2 separate regions of the Callithrix jacchus genome follow, and region 2 is linked to region 1. A link is a contact called in public Hi-C data. All regions are on one chromosome and are shown on one strand. The core of a region is the stretch at or near the end of the contact, and the rest is flanking DNA. Distances in the headings are between cores, read along the strand shown. Region 1 has its middle 30 kb from the start of TMEM238L. Region 2 holds the start of PIRT (phosphoinositide interacting regulator of transient receptor potential channels).

Region 1 (3,627 bases), core at 710-3,209:
AAATCTTCAGATATCAGCATAGCAAAAATCAGGGAAAAGATGATTTTGTTAAAGAGCCTAGGTTTGTGGGAAATAGCCAAGGTTTTGTGATGTAGGTGACCTGAGCCAGGCAGGGAGATTTTGTTACTTTTGCTTAATTTTTTTTTTCTAGCTGTAGTAGATAAAGAATGCAATGATATACTGCAATGAGAAAATCTCAGTGTCAGTTTTTATCTTTACACTTCTTTCTTGGACAGGAAAAAAAAAATGCTTTATCAATTTTATGCAAGTTAACTTTTTATTTTATGTCTAGGCCCTTACCAAGAATGTATCAAATAAAGGTACATTGCCTAAAAGATAGTCAGATGACCCTCAGGTGAGATTTTCAGAAAATGCTTGCTGGGCATGGTGGATCATGCCTGTAATCCCAGAACTTTGGAGTCCAAGGTGGGCAGATCACCTGAGGTGAGGAGTTCAAGACCAGCCTGGCCAACATGGTGAAACCGGTGTGGTGGCTCACACCTGTAACCCCACTGCTTTGGGAGGCAGAGGTGGGTGAATCACCTGAGGTCAGGAGTTTCAGACCAGCCTGACCAACATGGTGAAACTCCATCTCTACTAAAAATATGAAAATTAGCCAGGCATGGTGGTGGGTGCCTTTAATTCCAGCTACAGGGGAATCGCTTGAACCTGGGAGGTGGAGCCTGCAGTGAGCCAAGATAGCACCATTGCACTCCAACCTGAGCAACAAGAATGAAACTCCATCTCAAAAAAAAAAAAAAAAAAAAGAAAAAGAAAATGCTCTAGCATGGATGATAGATCACACAATCATTTTTTTTTTCTTATTTCTGTGTCATGGATCATTTTCCTAAACAAATCTTTCCCTGACCACAATCCCAAGGCAACTGCTGCTACTTCTGGCTGCCATAGTGCCTGAGCTCATTTATCACCGTCTCTTTTTATCCTATAAATGCCTGTTTGTTTGTAAAGTCTCCTCCTTTAGACTATGGCCTCCTTGAGGTTGACGTGTGTTATACTCCTTTGGATCCCCAAAGTTTAGCACTGTGCCTTGTAGAAACGTTTGTTGAATGATTACATCAATTTATTGTTTCCTCATGCAACTGAGGACAGTGTTTCCCATACGCGGCAGCACCAGAATTTCCAGGGGTGTTTTGTTAACCAGCTTCCCAGGTAATTCCAATACAGTGACATACTGGAGGCAGCTGGCACTGGCTGGTAAGAGCTGTTTCTGAGTATCTTCTCCCAACTCTGTGTCCAGTGACAACGCATTGGTAGTTTGAAATGGAGCACAGTGGGAGTATTTACACCATGATATCAGCAAATGCTACAAATCCGGGCTTTTGAGAGCCTGTTTACCTGCTCACCACCAAGTCTGCTCATCTCTGGCCCAAAGACTAATGCCAGAGAATTGTTGACTGAGGGTGAGGTTGGCAAACTATGCCTGCTTTTGTACTACCCATGAGATAAGAACAGATTGTAATACTTTAAAAAGCTTGTGAAAGAGGAAGAAGGTGAAGGAGAAAAGGAGAACAAACAGAAGGAAGATGGGGAGGAGGAGGAGAAGAGGAAAGAAGAGGAGGATGAGGAAGAGGATAAGGAAAAATAGAAATAGTGACAGCGACTGTATGTGGCCTGCAAGGCTTAAAATGTTTCATATCCAGCTGTTTATGGAAGAGTTTTGCTGACCCCTGACCTAGGGAAGCTCCTTAACTCTGACTGCCTAGGAAAATCACCTTGGAGAGCTTTTAATAATTCTGATGCTTGGACCTCACAATGCCTGAGGTGGGGTTGCAGGAATCCTTATGTTTTAACAACTTCCCAGGGAACTCATGCTTTTCTCTTTGGAGTCCCAGGTCTCCTGGCTCCCACCCTCTCTCCCTATTCCCTCAGCTTGCTTCCATTGCCATGTCCAGCCTGGTCCTAGCCACCCCTGAGTCCCAGAGTGAGGGTCTCTGTAGAGTTTCCATGGATCTGAAAGGTGTTTCATCTGGAAACAAGGGAGAGGAGTGAGTGAAGCCTCAGGGTGGGCATAACTTCAGCCTGGAGGAGTGAGAAGGTGCTGATAGCTGAGCAATGTTTTGCTTATCCCCTGACTTCTAGTGCTTGGAGGGCACCAAAGACATTGGGCAGAAATACTCTTACTGTCTGGGCATTGTGGCTCATGCCTGTAATTCCAGTGCTTTGGGAGGCCAAGGTGGGTGGATCACTTGAGGTCCAGACTTTGAGACCAGCCTGGCCAACATGGTGAAACCCCATCTCTACTAAAAATACAAAAATTAGATGGGTGTGCTGGCGGGTGCCTGCAATCCCAGCTACTCAGGAGGCTGAGGCAGGAGAATTGCTTGAACCCAGGAAGTGAAGGTTGCAGTGAGCCGAGAATGCACCACCGCACTCCAGCTTGGCGATAGTGAGATTCAGTCTCAAAAAAAAAAAAAAAAGAAAGAAAGAAATACTCTTACTTTGGGGCTAACTAGATGTTGAGTTGTTCATCATGCATGTCTGAGGCAGGTAGGAGCATTTGGGAATTTGATTCACATCTCACTGAGTACTCCAGGGAAGGAAGTGGGTATAGGGTCTTGGAAGACCCACCCTTCACCTGCCATATATGTGCCTGCTTATCTTGAAGTATGACTATGAAGGAATGTGGTGAATTATTATTATTATTATTACTGTTACTTTGAGATGGAGTCTCACTCTTTCGCCCAAGCTAGAGTGCAGTGGCATGCCCTTGGCTCACTGCAACCTCTGCCTCCCAGGTTCAAGCGATTCTCCTGCCTCAGCCTCCTAAGTAGTTGCAATTACAGGAGCGTGCCACCACACTCAGCTAATTTTTGTATTTTTAGTAGAGACAGGGTTTCACCATGTTGGCCAGGCTGTCTTGAACTCCTGACCTCAGGTGATCCACCCACCTCGGCCTCCCAATATGCTGGTATTACAGGTGTGAGCCACCGCGCCTGGCTGAATTATTTTTGACAAACATACCAGAGTCAATAATACAATCCAGGGTACTTGGGTAGAACACACAGTTCTGGAATGCTACCACTACTCCAGCAGTTGTGAAACTTCTTTGGGAGCACTTCCAGAGCTTGCCGCAAATTCTTCTGAATTTCTTCTATGTTGGTAATTTTTCGCTGAGAATAGATTACTCTTTAGAAAAGGCTAAAATTCAGTCAGAAACAAGTAATTAATGTAATTTGGGATTGAAAAATCCAATAATTTACATAAAATGAGGACATTGGATATATACATAGGCTGCAATGATTAAGAGTTTGGGTTCTGGGGTGGGCAAGGTGGCCCATGCTTGTAATCCCAGAGCTTTGGGCAGCAGAGGCAGGACGATCACTGAAGGCCAGGAAGGAGTTTAAAACCAGTCTGGGCAACATAGCAAGACCCTACAAAAATGGTTTACATTTTTATACCCTACAACATAGCAAGTCACTACAAAAAATGTTTTAAAATTGGCTGGGGGCAGTGGTGTGTGCCTACAATCCCAGCTACTCAGGAGGCTGAGGTGGGAGGATGGCTTGAGCCCAGGAATTCAAAATTACAGTAAGCAATGATGTCACTGTAGAGTGTACACTGTGTACAGTGTCGCTGCACTCAATCCTACGTGACAGAATGGAGACC
Region 2 (3,390 bases), core at 885-3,384, 71 kb after region 1:
CCAGGAGAGGAGAGGTGCCCCATCAATGATGAATAAACAGTCATGCGAATATTCATAAGGTACTTGGCAATGTATAGAGGGCTTTGGCCCACATACCATTTGGTCAGAGGCTGCATTTTCTGCAAATTGGATAAGGCACTGAAGGTTATGCAGACCCTCCCCCCACTTGCTTGTTTCCTCCCCTGTATGTCACTCATGCAAAATCCCCTTATAAAAACCCCTGCTTTCTGTTCCAAAAGAGAAGCAGTACCCTTAAGGCAGGAAGCCAGTACTTCTTCCCCCAAGCTAGCTTTGGAATAAAGTCTTTCTTTCTTTCTTTCTTTCTTTCTTTCTTTTTCTTTCTTTCTCTCTCTCTCTCTTTCTTTCTTTCTTTTTCTTCTCTTTCTTTCTCTTTCTTTCTTTCTTTCTTTCTTTCTTTCTTTCTTTCTTTCTTTCTTTCTTTCTTTCTTTCTTTCTTCTTTCTTTCCTCTCTCTCTCTCTCTCTCTCTCTCTCTTTTCTTTTTTTTTGAGATGGAGTTTTGCTCTTGTCGCCCAGGCTGGAGTGCAATGGTGTGATCTTGGCTCACTGCAACCTCTGCCTCCCGGGTTCAAACAATTCTGCTGCCTCAGCCTCCAAAGCAGCTGGGATTACAGGCACGCGCCACCATGCCCAGCTAATTTTTTGTACTTTTAGGAGAGACAGGGTTTCACCATGTTGGCCAGGCTGGTCTTGAACTCCTGACCTCGTGATCCGCCCATCTTGGCCTCCTAAAGTGCTGGGATTACAGGTATGAGCCACCGCGCCCCGCCCAAGTCACTTTCTTTATTGCTGATCTCAGGAGCAACTGAACTTGGAACCCAGTTATACTCTCCCTCCTGCTCATGCCAAGGCAGGAGAATGAGTAAATAGGAGGTGACTGCCCTGAGCAGGAGTTTCTCCAGGACCCTGGGTATCTCTTGCCAATGCCAGTGCAGAGGGGGAGTGAGGTTCTAACCAGGGAAAGGAGTTCAGGGTGGGTTGTCAGCACTGGCTGTGGGTGACAAAACTGACAAAGAGGTGCCTATGCTGACAGCCTCCAGGGGGGTTCTGTCCCTTCTCTTTCTCGGCGCACATAATTGAGCATATAATTGACATCCTTGTCTTTCACTGTTTGCTTTGCTATCTTTTTATTACAGTCCAGTAACCATTAGGTAGCTCATTATCCTAACCAAACAAACAGCAAGCAGAAAGAAAACACCACCACTTTTGTAAACGATTGGAAACTATGCTCAGAGGGAGTCCCAGCCCCCTCCCAAACTGTGCCCAAGAGCAGAGCAAGATGCAAAGCCAGCGGAAGTAAGGGGGGAGGCAGGCTGGGAGGGAGGGGCTCCAGCCCCGGGGTGGGGGTAGGGTTGGCAGTGGAGGAGGAGAGGCCCCCTTTGCCCACAAGACTCTAGGCTCCTTCCAAGGGGGGCAAGAAGCCCCTTTTGTTACCCAGAGCCCAGGAAAGTCATGCAAAGCAATTACCCAACTTAGGCAGCCCGGGGAAGGGCCACCACCTTCCACCTGCTGCCCCTCCCACTGCGTTTGTCTTTGCCTCCTTTCCCTTCCCATCGGGGGCCTTGGCCAAGGAGATGGGATTCTGTGACCCTACGTCTCTGCTGGTCTGGTCCTCTTGGCCCTCTAGAGACACTCAAGTACGGTTGTCTCTCTGACTCTGGCTGGGCTCCGGCAGCTGTCTTGAGGCCACCTAGCGTCTAAGACGTTATCCTTAACCTCCGGCCCCCTTCTCTTCTTGCCTCTTCTGAAGTTTTAACTTGTTCCTGTCTCTCTTCCTCCTGTCTGCTGCAGCCCCACACAGCAGACAATTCTCAAGGTGTCCTGGGGCGGAGCCTCCTCCTGTTTCTCGGCGCATATAACTGAGCAGTGGTGTGGGAGACAGCAGCCCGCTGCGCTCTGCGCGGGTTGTCGCGAGCGCTAAGAAGGCGAGGGTAATTGTATCTGGGGAGGTGGGGACGGGGAGCTGGGGACATGAAGAACGAAGGGACTGGTGGAGCTTACCAGAAGTCGGAGTGGGAGTGAGGGAAGAAGGAACATCTTTCTTGGTGTCGGGGACGGGTTTCCAGGGAAGTCGTTATCTGCTGGCGCCTGCCCCTCCTGAGGGGGCGTCAATCCCAGGAAGTAGCTGGGGTTGGGTGGGACGCGGTGCCCAGGCGCGGGGCTTTGGCCGAGGGCGGAAGTGGCCTCCTCTTGGGGTGCGCCTGCCACCTAGTGGTGAAGATGAAGCAGTGCTGCTATCTCAAATCGACTTGAAGTATTCCTTCGCTATCTGTCTCTGGCCTGGTAATTCACAGTGAACTGGAAATTAGAAAATCGATTTTCACATTTTGCTGATAAATACTATTGGATAAATTAAATAGCATTTATCATCAACAATATTCATTGCAATTTCAAAATGTCAAATAATTAAGACTACTAGCTTTTAAATAATTTAAGATTCATGTAGTCATGTATGCATCTTACCGTCAAATATTTATTACATAGATCTATTATATACCGGACACTGTTTTAAGCTAGGCATTGGGAATAAAGAGAACTATTCGATTTATGTGCAAAAGCAGGCAACTAAACCAGCAATTCAAATCCAAACTCTTCAATACAACCATGTCTGTGCTGTGCAATCAAGGATACAAGGGAGAGGCTTGGCAACACGGGAAACCTTCCTACAAGCAAGCAAGCAAGCAAGCAAGCAAAAACCAAAAAAGTTAGCCAGACATGGTAGCGCACATGTGTAGTTCCAGCTACTTGTGTGGCTGAGGTGGGAGAATAGTCTGAGCCCAGGAGGTCGAGGCTGCAGTGAGACGAGATGGCACCACCATAGCCCAGCCTGGGTGACAGAGCAAGCCCTTGTCAAAAATAAATAAATAAATAAATAAATAAGGGCGAAAGGAAGGAGGGAAGGAAGGAAGGAAGAAAGAAAACACAAAGGAAGATTGGCATAGGGTGGTGATGGGAGAGGCTTCCTCAAAAAGTTAATGGTTGGTCTCAGCATTTAGGGAGGTCAAGGTGGATGGATCAGTTGAGCTCAGAAGCTCGAAACCAGCTTGGCCAACATGGTGAAACCCCAACTCTACAAAAAATACAAAAATTAGCTGGGTATGGTGGCACATGCCTGTAGTCCTAGCTACTTGGGAAGTTGAGGCAGTACAATCACTTGAACCCAGGAGGCAAAGGTTGCAGTGAGCAGAGATCCCACCACTAAACTCCAATCAGGACAATGAGTGTGAAACCCTGTCTCAAAAAACAACAACAACAACAAAATAAAACAAACAAATGAAGGTTGATGGTTAGGATGAGCCTTGAAGAACATATAGAAGCCAAGAAAAGTGATGGAGGTGATAGAGGTAGTAGTGATTGTGGTAGAAGTAGGG

The links. A called contact is a pair of places that touch in the nucleus more often than the background predicts.
Region 2: a Hi-C map of induced pluripotent stem cells shows a contact between it and region 1, with 2.4 times the contacts expected there. The contact joins the promoter of PIRT here to the enhancer-like site in region 1. A contact is called at or near these places in 3 of 3 Hi-C or Micro-C datasets (induced pluripotent stem cells and skeletal muscle).

The regions. Positions count from the first base shown.
Region 1 is chr5:77,222,597-77,226,223 of calJac240_pri, forward strand. No RefSeq gene overlaps it. Among named protein-coding and RNA genes, the nearest start is that of TMEM238L, 30 kb to the right of the region's middle. Within about 2 kb of position 1,960, at least 3 of the 16 cell types and tissues checked have an H3K27ac peak or open chromatin away from gene starts, as enhancers often do.
Region 2 is chr5:77,293,399-77,296,788 of calJac240_pri, forward strand. It overlaps PIRT (phosphoinositide interacting regulator of transient receptor potential channels), which reads right to left and starts at 2,135. Exons shown (of 3, transcript XM_078373041.1): 1 at 2,021-2,135.